Linked DNA regions of Mus musculus: region 1 is linked to region 2. A link is a contact called in public HiChIP or PLAC-seq data. All regions are on one chromosome and are shown on one strand. The core of a region is the stretch at or near the end of the contact, and the rest is flanking DNA. Distances in the headings are between cores, read along the strand shown.

Region 1 (6,617 bases), core at 3,842-6,341, 380 kb after region 2:
TGGCATTCCAAGCAGTTTTCTGACACAGGTCAGAAAAACAAGCAGACTGCCCTGAAGGGCCACTTGAGATTTTAAATGTCCCATACTCCTGCGCTTTTACTCAGACACTTAGATATTCTATACTCTAGTATATTCCACTATAGCTTTCACAGTCAGAGCTCATTTTCCCCCTGTGTAAGAAAGTCACTAGAATAGCTGCCAGTGACAGCACCTTTCCCCAGCTGCCCTCTACCCCAGGAGCTCTTCCGTGCAGCCTGAGGATGGCTCCCTCCTCCTGTAGTCACCCTTCTCAGCCCTTTTGTCAGCAGAGCCTCCATGTTGACCCTTGGCTATGCCAGGACTGTACAGCTCAGGTTTGGGAGGAATCCTCTTCAATTTAAAGAGACTGTCCTATGCTGATGATATCCAGTCAGCCCAGATTTGTTTAGAAAGAGTCTGCTTAGCCAGTCTTCAGGACAATCAATACCACTGATATGTAACAAAAAAGGCAGTTAGTTAGCAGTATCTGAGAGAGGCCTCTCTTCCTTTCACCCCACTCTCTGGGTCTCCCTGGAACCATTTCTCACATAAATAAATGACTTGAATATACCGTTGTCATCAATTCTGCTAGGTAAGTGTACCCTCACTTACAATGTACACCACTTTAACACCATTATTCAGAGCCAGGCTAGAGATGGAAATTTACCTACACAGTTTAATAGGAAATCTGGTGGATTTTTAATGGGAGAAATGTAAAAAATAAAACTTTCCTGTTTGCCAGGTATGGTAACCCACACCTTTAATCCCAACACTCAAGAGGAAGAGATAGATAGATTTTGATAAGTTTGGCACTAGCCTGGTCTACATAGTTAACTCAGGGCAAAGCCATGCCTATACAGTACAACTCTGTCTTAAAAACAAACAAACAAACACCAACTTTCCTGTTCAAAACAAAGGTGACTATGTTTAATGAGGTGACAGTCCCCATCTAAAAGGTCACAGAAATCAGCTTTAGTAGAAGCCTGGCCTACTCAGAACTCCCTGCTGGCTGGTCAAAGATGCCCTGTGATGAAGTCTACGGCCATTTCCTTAGAGCCTACAGCCTTGGGCGCCTCTTATTTCCTTTTTACAGATGTTAAGGTAGGAACTTTTGCTTTCTCAAAGAGAAAGGAATTCTAATCTTCAACTAAAATACTGTACGGAAAGATCAAAAGAACTTTTTTTTTTTTAAATAATTTTTTGACTGTTTTCTTTGATAGGGGCTCACTCTGATGCCTAGGTGATCTACCTATCTCAGTCTCCACGTAGTTGGGACCACAGATGTAGATCTCTGTGCCCACATGACCTTCTGATGCTCCTTTGCCATCAGGGGGTTGGAACTAAGTACTCAATTCAAAATGTATTAAACGTTCTGGTGAACTGCTAATATTGTCATGCAAAAGTAATAATTTTTAGGTATGCAATTTACATGTTCAGCTTTATGGTTAGCTTCTTTCAGGCTGGGATTATTAAATAAGTAATCCATGCTAATTTTTCTAGCAAACTCCATCTGGGTAAATAAATACTTCTGTCAAGGCAGAGTTTCATTCCCTATATCACAATGAAGTAGAGACAGCAGCAGTTAGAAGCCAGTCCTCGCACAGCTAACAGTTTTCCCAGTGTGCCAACTACACCTGGGACGGAGGCACATACTCACCCTGACCCAGCAGGGAGTGGTGTCGCTGGTGAAGTGACAAGAGCCTGCGGTTTTTCTCTCTCTGTTTGCTTGAGGAAAGACTTCGCTTCCTTAGACGCAGCATCTACTTCCTTAGTCACCCTAGTTCAAGGAAAGAGAAACAAGCTTACAAATGGGATAAGAAACAAAAACTGGGGGGATAGAGAGATGGCTCAGCAGTTAAGAGCACTGGTTGCTCCTCTAGAGGACCCAGGTTCAGTTCCCAGCTCCCACATGGCTGCTCACCACTGTCTGTAACTGCAGCTCTAAAGGATCCACCCTTACACAAACATACATGCCAGCAATTCCAATGTACATAAAATTAATAGGTTTTTTAAAAAGGAAGCAAAAATTATAGCAAATGAAATAAATGAAAACTAGGAACATACCACTGAGTTTTCAATAAATTCTGGCCACTGAGTCTTATGATTAAAGTTCACTCTAACAGTTCTATAAATAGGCATTTTCCCAGACTGATACTAACAAACAAAACAACAAATGTAGTTCAATGTTCACCTTCAAATCTCCCATTCCACCTGCCAGCATGAAGACTCCCTCCACACACACCCCACCCCCGTCTCAGGTCACTTGGTTACTAACACGGATCTACAGAGACCCTGCCTGCACTCTCTGCCTGCACTCTTCCTCACTACCCAGATCAGCACTGACTCAGACGGCCAATGAACAGTGAGGTGGAGATGGGACACAGGGACAAAAGCACTGCCATCGTTTCATGAAGAAAGGCAAACAAATGGAAATACCCCACGGAAGCTCCTTCCTGCCCTGCACCTAAAACACCAAGACAAAAAACGCACTTTCTTTAAACTGGGCAAAGTAGAACTGCCTAGGGAGTGTCAGAATGTGAAACAATCCTACCTCAATTCAAACTGAAAGCACTGCATCCCACAAAAAGTTCAAAAGAAAGAAAGAAACAAACAAACAAACTTAAGGTGCCCCATATTCCAGGTAAAGAGGAGAAATATGTGATGCCTGTTTTGACATGCCAGAGCAACAAAAACATTTGAGGAATTTTCCTTAAATTCCAATCTACCAGTAGGCAGATCCAAAACTACAGTTAATGTATTATAAATATGCAACCAAAGATTAGCCAAAAATGATAGAATAAATCCTATAAAATCCATCTGTGAGAGTATACCAGTCTCTACCACCTTCAAGGATACATTTCCTAACAAAGGCTACCTCTCTGCTGTACTTAATACTGTGTGTTCTGTAAGTGGCACAAAGTTAAGTGTGGAGCCAAGCTGAGACAAACCAAAGTCCAGCTACAGCGGAGACACACCAGCAACAGTGGAGACATACCAGCAACAGCCCAATGCTTACCTACAGCTGCTTATAGCTGATACTGGGAAGGTTTGCCTACAGCACTGTCATCCTGACAAGAAGCTCATTTACATCCCTAAGGATTAAAACTGAAATCTAAGCAGTTACTCGACTTATTCAACTCTCCGGAGTCTACACAGCAACGCTAGTGAAAATTCTGCCAACAGATTGTGTTTATTTTCCAAACAGGCTGTCACACATTTCCTGTCCCATGTGCTCCTCCAGAGCATCAAGCAAATTCCTTCAAACTGGATGGGGTTTTATGACTGTCACCTAAGAGAGTTCTGTGCAAGTGGCTGTAAAGTGACTCTGTACTCCAGGCCTGCAGCCTTTCTTCCCTGAGAATGTATCTTTAGAACTCCATCCACTAGACAGCACAGATCGCATGGAAAGGCACAGACCTGGAATTCTGAGGAACCACTCCTAGCATAAAGGTATCTGAGTTCTTAAGCATCAGGACAAGAAGGAAGTGCTGTTTAAGATGGTCCCAACACTGGCTAAAGGGAACAAGAGAGGCTGAGCAACTGCCTAGCTGGACCTAGAGGCCTCTGGAACCGTGAGAAACTGCAATAGAGCAGCTAGCTGCTTCATGCAAGCTAGTAAATTTTAGGGTCATCTGTTATTCTGCTAAATCAATACCCAAAGTAAACCTGCATCAAAATCTTTGGGATTAATGCTGAACTCAAATACCAGACTCAGGATAGATCCTTTGGGCGTCCTTGTCTTGTAGAGAAGACTAGAGAGATTAATGAAGAACTAACACAGTTTTACCGTCTCCTTCCTGCAAAAGTCCTACTAACAGTGACAAATAAATTCGGCCAACTCCACAACAGTAATAAGTAGAGGAACAACAGAGAAAGACGTCCATATAACTTTGAGAAGGCAACACACCAGCTGGGCATGGTAGTACATGCCTGCGACATCTTCACACAAGGACAGTGAGCAGCAGTGCAGGAGGTCAAGGCCATCCTCAGGCAAATGAGATTCTGACTCAAAAAAAAGAGCAGCAAGTCTGGAAGTACTAACCGGCTTCCTCTGATCTCTGGAGCTTGTAGCCATGTGGAATGGATGACAACAAGAAAGCTGATTTGTTTTACAGAACCCTAGAAAGGCTAATTAAATTTAATGATCAAAGGTGGAAGAGAGGAGGCAGGCAGCCACAACCAGCTCAAAGTCTGCATTAGGAACAACAAAGCCTTTCTTACATCAAAACATGGGCCGTGTCCCACCACTGCTGATCCTGAGGGATCCAGTACATTCAGAGAAAATGAGTTCCAAAGGAGGACAGGCATGATGAATAAAGCCCCATCCTGAAACTAAAGGAATTAAGTGCAAAACCACCTTTACAGGCTGTATATGCCAGAGGGCTGAGGGACAAGGCCAAGTGCTAACCAACCCATAGTGTTCATAGTACTACCAAGGAATAGACACTTGACTGCCTGCTACTGAGGAACAGCTGTTGCCCAACTATAGTACAGCCTAGTCTAAATTCAAATAATACACACTTCAGGAAAAGGGAAAAATATAACAATAAAAAGCCTAGAATTGAAGGATGAGCTTCAGCAGAGAGCCACACAATACCTGACTGACACAGCAAATTTCAAAGGGTCACTATCACAGCTGAACTTTAAGAATGCCAGGATATGAACAACAAGTGGCCCAAGTAACAAAGGGAAGAAAGCAGCAAGCATGAACTTAGGTTTGCCTTTGTTACTCTTGTTTTATAGCAGGGCTGACAAGACTCAAGACTGATAGACGCGTAGGTAAACAAGTTCTGGAAAGCACTCCAGATGCAACGGGACACATGAAGAAACACGATATGGCTTCTGCCACTAGAAACTCAGAGTCCAGAAACACAGCAACAACAAAAGCAACACGACAATCCATGACACACACCAATTGGGAATGCCGTTCTTAATCTCCCTGCCAGTGTCTACAGCACCAACCGGGAAACACTGTGTAGCCTGAGGTACTTCTTAAGGACCCTGATAGCTGACACAAAGAAACAGCAGACTGCTCTCTGCTGGTCACATCCCCAGAGCAACTCCATTCTTTCTGCTATTTTGTTTTCCAAGACAGGCTCTCAAAGAGAGCTCCAAGTTGGCCCGCTCCTGTGCTCAGCCTCCCCTGGGGCCAGAAAGTAACTTCACTTTTAGGAAGCAGTAAAGGATTTAGCTATCACAGTACTTTTAAATAAGAGAATGGTTCTTATCATCATCTCATGCATGAGAGGGACTCCTGATAGGAAAAGGCTATTATTAGCAATAATTAATCCACCTGTTTTTCTATAGAAATTCCATTTTAACTTCATTTTCACTCACTCAACTTCCTGAAAAGTCTTTATTTGGATGGAACTTCCCCATGACTGAAGTTTTCCAAAAGGTGAATCATTTAGGAAAATCTGAGCTCACAGGGTCAGCTGGCTGTGCCAGAGAAAAGGGTAAGAGTGGTCATCTTCCTCCCTTCCCCAAGGCTGAAAGAATTACATAGCTCTCGCTGAGGAAAGACAAACAAAACATGACAACAAAGTCAGAGAAACTAGACGACTAACTTCAAGCTCACATTCCCTCATTCTCACACTTAGAAACTTCTCCCATTAGCTCTCTCATACTTCTTAAAGATGCAGTGATGACAAAAAAGGAAAGAAACAAAGATGTCAAGAAATTAAAAGATATGCTCAAAGACAAACACCAAGTTTGTGCCTGGGTAGTCAAAGTTCAAATCTCCTAAGATCCTTCAAGAAAGTTCTTTATGGTATTTTAAATAATGTGCTTTTTTAAAAAAAGTCTTGCCAATAGCCTGGCAGTGGTGGCACACATCTTTACTTCTGGTGCTTGGGAGACAGAGGAAGGTGGATCTGAGTTTGAGGCCAGCCTAAAAAAATCTTGTCTCAAAAAAACCAAATGAACAAAGTCTGGCCAACACAGCAACTATTAACAGGTTTAAATATATATACTATGTATAACATATGTAACATATAATATAACGGTTGTATATAACAATTAGACATGCATGCTCCAGGTTGGCTTTGATCGGCCTGCTTCCTCTTCCCAAGGGCTCGTGTACAGGAGTGGACCGCCACCACGGGCCTTAGCAAGCTTTTCTAGTCTTCTTGTTTGTTCCTTTGTTTGTTTTTAAGATTTATTTATTTTATGTATATCAGTACACTGTAGCTGTCTTCAGACACACCAGAAAAGGGCACTGGATCCCATTACAGACGTCTGTGAGCCACTATGTGGCTGGGAATTGAAGTCAGGACCTCTGGAAGAGCAGTCAGTGCTCTTAAACGCTGAGCCATCTCTCCAGCCTGCTTTTGTATTCTTTATGGGGAAGGAGTTTGAGAAGACACTCACTTGTTCTGTTACAAATCTCAATAATATATAATGTTTTTAAATGACTATGTTTTACTAAGAACTATAAACAAGATGCATGTGTTGAGTGTGTACTTAATGAAAAGAAAGTGCTTTTATCCTGTTTTATTTGACAGATGGTGCTGCCCTCTTCTGACAAACTGTACACATGCAGGCTCCCTGAGTACTTCAATATTTACAAAAGTGGAGAGAGAGAGCACGCCTTTGATCCC
Region 2 (6,015 bases), core at 566-3,065:
TTATTTTATGCATAAAGAGTGTTTTGCCAGCATGTCTACATAGCATGTGCATGTCTGGTGCTGACAGAGGCCAGAGAAAGGCATCTGATCCCCGGAATGGGAGTTACAAACGTCTGTGGCCTGGCTTATGGTTACTGGGACTTGCATCTGGAAGAGCGGCCAGTGCTCTTAATCACTGAACCATCTCTCCAGCCCCCTATGAAACATGTTAAACTTGAAATGACTTCATAGTCACTAAGAAGGTTTTTTTGTTTTGGAAGACAATGTTCTTACAGAAATAATCCACACAAGAAAACTATGTCATTCTAAACAGGGACAGGGCTTCCATTAGCTTCACGGTGGGGTAGAGGAAGAGACCGCTCTCTGTAAATGGTGTGAACTCACAGAGGACCCAACAGATCTGTGTCTGTGCACATCAGTCCGCCTGTTGTGGGACCAGCATCACGGCAGTGTCGACACAAACGAGGCTGGAGGAGTACAGTGTAATACACTCAGATACCTGCGGCCCTTCCTCCCCCATCCCAGCACACCGGACTACACGTGCTGCTGAGGCACTGGTACCAAACCTGGCACATAGTTCAAGATCAAGCTTATGCCACGGAGTCTCATGACCAATTAGTAATACAGGGGAGAGGTGAGGCCCACCTGCCACCATGAGATATAAGTACGTGTGTGTGTGTGTGTGTGTGTGTGTGTGTGTGTGTGCGCACGCACTAGTAAACAAAGGACATCAGACTGTGTTAGTACACGATTGTCTCTCACCCACATTATTTTACTTTCTTTATATGACAGTTTGGGGGCTGGAGACAAAACAGTTCTGACTTTGCAATCATGAAGATCCAAGTTAGGATCCCTGAACACACATGACACAAGGTGTCCTGAAAAGACTGATAATCCTAGCACCAAGGAACCAGATGGCCTCTTCTGTCCCACACAACATACACTTGAAGACACAGAGATTTACACACACAAAGTAATCCTTGAAAATAGAAAGTGTTGGTTTTTATCTACGAGACTGATTTCCTAATCCATTCATGAGTCTTAAATCATAGTTTCAAACAAAGTGATATACAACACTTACCTATTATGGAACATGTAGTATTTTGTTTTGTTTTAGTTTGAGTGTCAGTGTGTGTGTTGCTGAGGATCAAACACATCACCTCCTGTATGCTAGCCAAGCATTTGATTACTAAGCGATCTCTCCAGATCTTCTTTATGACGTTTGCTTGTAAGTGTCTTCATATATAAGTGAGGCTGGCCATCACCTCACTGTGTAGCCCAGGATGGTCTCAAACTTGAAACCCTCTTACCTCAGCCCCGTGAGTGAAGGGACTACAAACACGTGCAACCATAATCCAATGACACAAATTACTTATGTGTCTCCGGTTAATTAGTTTGGAATCATAAAATTGTTAAATTACATTTTTTGTATGTGTGTGTGTACATTCACATATCAAAGCACACATGTGGAAGTCAGAGGACAACTCTTAGGAGTCAGTTCTTCTATGGTGGCTCATGCGAGGGAGAAAACTGAGGTTAGTAAGCTTAGTGGCAGGCACCTCTGCCCACTGAGCCTTATGACAGGCCCAAGGAATTTAAATTTCTAAGAGAGAGAGATTTCAGTATAGTGGGTCTTGTTTTTTTTTTTAAACTCTCTTCCCTGGTATAGACAAGTGAAACCCCTGAAAATCATGATGAGTTTGCAAGGGAGTTCAAGTAAAAAGTACCCCTGGAGCCCAGCCAGCCTGCCCAGAGGCAGAGAGAGACTCTGGTATCAGTGCTGAAATGCAATCTCATTTCCCCTGTGCTAGAAGAAATAATTATGAGACTCTTGCGGCTAGAGAGAACCTTAATGTCAGATTCCGTTTCCTCTGTCAGATGATCAAAGTCAAATGGCATTTCCTTTACAAGTCATGAGACTAATTCTAGTCCGGTCCAAAACAGTTCCCTTCAACCAGAAGTACAATGCAAAATGAGTCACTAAGACGGTCACTTTCCTTATTCATCCTCTCTCTCTCCCTCTCTCTCTCTCTCTCTCTCTCTCTCTCACTCACTCACTCACTCACACACACACACACACACACACACACACACACACACACACACACACAAGTACAAACTTCTATTAGTTAAAGGAAAGCAGATGAAGAGAAACAGAAAACATATACATCTTAAGTTTCTTATGGGGCTGGAATGTAACTCAGTGGTATGGCTGCTCACCAGTATGTGCAAGGCGCTGAGTTCCAGCCCTGTACCAAGAAAAAGAATGCTGAATATATGTCCATCATATATTACACTTTAGTATTGTATTTTATAAGGCCATCATCAAGGTGCCAACTTCTAAGTCACAGATACCATAGCTCACTTGTGGATGGCACTAAGAGCCAGCGTCTTCTGGCTCAGGAGTCTGTTTTGCAGCTGCTGTGTGCCTTTGTACTGGCATCTGGAGGGTCCATTCCTGGTTCAAGGACAGAATCTTGAAGGCTGATGCTAGCTCTGATGGCTCTGGAAACAGGTGCTTTTCCTCATGAAAACATCCACTGTGGACTCAACAGACAGTACAGGAGGGTCAGCTCTGTGCGTCCCCCTCCCTTCTTCCAGCACCATCCGTGCCCGGCAGCCAAGGAGAAGGGAACACACAGGATCACGAGCGGATGCTGTGACAGTCTGTGAGAGGATACTCTCCATCCTAAATCACGAGGATGGCCCTGGTTCTAGGACTTTCCACCAGCAGCAGCAGAGAGCCTTCTCCAGCACTTATGGAGTCCTCTGGGATTTCCGGAAGTGCCACTGTCCTTTAAGTTCAGAAGGTGCTCTCCAGCAGGCAGTGGCAGCCACACCCCGTGGGACATACCTCCTGGGTCCGAAACCACTCCATCATGTGGCTCGTGTGGCCACCATGCCCACAGGTCAGGCAGAAGTTGGATGAACCCCGCACGGCCACATGGCAGATGGCACACTGGAAGGTGAAGCCTTTGCAGATGGCGCACTGGGTGCCACGGACCTCGCTCCGACAGTGACTGCAGTACACACCAAACTCTGCAAATGGGTGGACAGGGGCAAAGCAAGAGGAGACATTAGTTCTAATAAAAGCAGACTGAGTCTGGCTGGGTAAGGATACCGACTCCTCTCAGGACCCTGTCAGGCTCTGGCAGATCAGTCATTTCTTCCTTCTCTCTCATCCTCATGCATTTTCTTTCTCCCTGGTCAACCACGTAACGCAAAAACGTATCTACTGGGGCTGGGGAGATGGCTCAGCAGTTAAGAGCACTGACTGCTCTTCCAGAAATCCTGAGTTCAATTCCCAGCAACCACACGGTGGCTCGCAACCATCTGTAATGGGATCCCATGCCCTCTTCTGGTGTGTCTGAAACTGCAACAGTGTACTCATATACATTAAAAAAAGAAACAACAGCCGGGCGTGGTGGCACAGCTTTAATCCCAGCACTTGGGAAGCAGAGGCAGGCAGATCTCTGAGTTCGAGGCCAGCCTGGTCTACAAAGTGAGTTCCAGGACAGCCAGGGCTATACAGAGAAACCCTGTCTCAAAAAAAAAAAACAAAAAAAAAAACAAAACAAAAAACAAAAAGAAACAACAAAAACAAAGCCTCTGTTACCTCTAACCCCTCCAGTGATTGGCTGTGGCGATTTTTATTTAACCAATAGCTTTAAATTAAGGAACAAGATTTGCACAACAAAAGCTGGTAAATGTAGCTTCATGAACTTAGTCCTTTAATTCCAGCAGAGGTAGAGGCAGAGGCAAAGGCAGGTGGATTTCTGAGTTTGAGGCTATCCTGGTCTACAAAGTGAGTTCCAGGACAGCCAGGGCTACACAGAGAAACCCTGTCTCGAAAAACCAAAAAGAAAAATAAAAAGCTGGTAAATGTGAGACTTCACTTGTCAGCCTAGACCTACTGTACAGAATTTAGCATCACAATACATTAGCAACAGATCAAACCTCAACAGCTTTCTCTAGCCTTTTGACCACTCTAGTCCACACCTGCCTCTGTTGCCCACCTGCCTCTGTTGCCCATCTGCCTCTGTTGCCCACCTGCCTCTGTTGCCCACCTGCCTCTGTTGCCCACCTGCCTCTGTTGCCCACCTGCCTCTGTTGCCCATCTGCCTCTGTTGCCCACCCGCCTCTGTTGCCCACCTGCCTCTTTAATCTACTTGCCCTTTTTGGCTGCACTTTTCTCTTTGGCCAACCTGGCGTACCTGGACTAAGTTCATGACCCTGTTTTTTGCAAATATCCTCAGCTCCATCTCCCTTCCTGGTAACGCCTGGCCAAGCTGAGACCATGAATTAGCCACAGCACCCACCCACCCACCGCACATCAGCTCTGGAGAGCAGAGGCAGCTGGAGGAACCTTATCAAACGTGTTTGACTTTAGGCTCACTGGCAGAGAAGGGCCTGGGCACGGTGTAACCCTGCTTTTCTTCCTTCCTCAAGCTACAACACTGAATCTCTGCCATAGTGTGCAAACTTCTTCCACGTGCCTTGGCTGCTGCTGCTGCTGCTGTCTCTCACCAGCTATCCTCTCTTCTCATTTCCCAAAAAAAAAAAAAAAAAAAAAAAATGGAAGCCCTTAAATGGGGATTGTGAGACACCTTCATCTCTACCAGCATTTTGCAAATTTCCAGAGGCTGATGGCTCCTCCCTCCTTTCTGACAGGAGGAACAACTGGACCTGGAGTAATGGCTCAGCAGTGAGGAACACTAATGTTTTTCTAAGGACCTGGGTTTGGTCCTCAGGACTCACATGGTGGTTAAAACCTCCTGTATGTACACATGTAGGCAAGACATGTAGGCAAGGCTGGAGAGATGGCTCAGTGCGTAAGAGAAATGGTGGCTCCTCCAGGGGTCTTGAGTTCAATTCCCAGTAATCACATGGTGGCTCACAACTATCTGGTTCCCTCTCTGGCATGCAGTTATATGCATAAAATATATAAACAAATAAATCTTTAAAAAATACTTATGCAGATAAAAAGTAAATCTTTACAAAATTAAACCTATAGCTGGGCATGGTGGCACACACCTTTAATCCCAGCACTTGGGAGGCAGAAGCAGGCGAATTTCTAAGTTCAAGGCCAGTCTGGTCTACAGAGTGAGTTCCAGGATAGCCAGGGCTATACAGAGAAACCCTGTCTCGAAAAACCGAAAAAAAAAAAAAAAAAGAGTAAAACTATAAAAAAACTCAATCTTATTTCTTTTCTTCCCCTCTATCCTTCATCTTAAGTTATATAATTTGAAATCAAACATGAATGGCTCAGCTCGCTATTTAATGGTCTAGATGACTATTTTAGGTAGCCCTCTAGAACTTAGTAAGAAAAAAGACCCAACAGTAGATCTCAGTATGGATTATAAGATGCACAGGGAGACGTAAGGACAGGAAGACTGTAGCAAATGATCACACATGGAGAGACCTCGCTAAGTTGACCCCAGACGATGGTCCTGTGTCATGCAAACTGTCTTTTACTGTTGTAAACCAGCTCTGGGTTTCTTATTGCGTGTGCTTGTTTGGGGCATATGTGCATAGATGCACACATGCCACAGCATGTGTGGGAGGTCAGAAGACAACTGTGGTTCAGTCTTCTTGTGGCTCTTCCAGGACCGGAGCTTGGTTCTCAGCCCACATGGAGGCTCACAACCACCTATAACTTCAGTTTTAGGGGATCCAATGCCCTCTTCTGGCCTCCTACATTCGGGGTACATAAAATCAACTCAGGCATATACACATAACTTTTTTAATCTTTAAAAAAAAAAAAAGGACCAGAATTTTAAAATATAATTAAATTAAAAAATAAACATCTTTTTAATGTAAAGAAATCTATGTGGGCAGATCTGAATCTTTAGTGAAGGAATTATCCCTATGGAAACAAACTCCTCTCAGATCCTGAATATCTTCCCTCCTTTCTTGTGTTTGTTTCTGTTTTGAATTAACACTGCTCTTGCTATAGAACACAGGCTGGCCTCAGACTCCTCTCCTTCTCCAGACACCAAGGGCTAGAATTACAGG

What was found. HiChIP or PLAC-seq counts read pairs in DNA pulled down with a chosen protein or histone mark.
Region 1: an H3K27ac HiChIP or PLAC-seq map of heart atrium shows a contact between it and region 2, with 5 times the contacts expected there. The contact joins two enhancer-like sites. A contact is called at or near these places in 8 of 39 promoter capture datasets (3T3-L1-derived adipocytes, HPC-7-derived erythroid cells, embryonic stem cells and 4 more), 5 of 484 Hi-C or Micro-C datasets (LSK cells, cortical neurons, double positive thymocytes and 2 more) and 1 of 115 datasets of contacts at active chromatin or transcription factors (heart atrium).

Annotation. Positions count from the first base shown.
Region 1 is chr8:111,829,195-111,835,811 of GRCm38.p6, forward strand. Cfdp1 (craniofacial development protein 1) reads right to left here. Exons shown (of 7, transcript NM_011801.2): 5 at 1,676-1,795. Among named protein-coding and RNA genes, the nearest start is that of Cfdp1, 22 kb to the right of the region's middle. Within about 2 kb of position 5,092, at least 23 of the 459 cell types and tissues checked have an H3K27ac peak or open chromatin away from gene starts, as enhancers often do. A contact at or near this core is called in heart atrium, where this site is marked.
Region 2 is chr8:111,448,041-111,454,055 of GRCm38.p6, forward strand. Wdr59 (WD repeat domain 59) reads right to left here. Exons shown (of 26, transcript NM_001170742.1): 26 at 744-3,039. The coding sequence ends at 2,804. Among named protein-coding and RNA genes, the nearest start is that of Gm24793, 32 kb to the left of the region's middle. Within about 2 kb of position 1,816, at least 80 of the 459 cell types and tissues checked have an H3K27ac peak or open chromatin away from gene starts, as enhancers often do. A contact at or near this core is called in heart atrium, where this site is marked.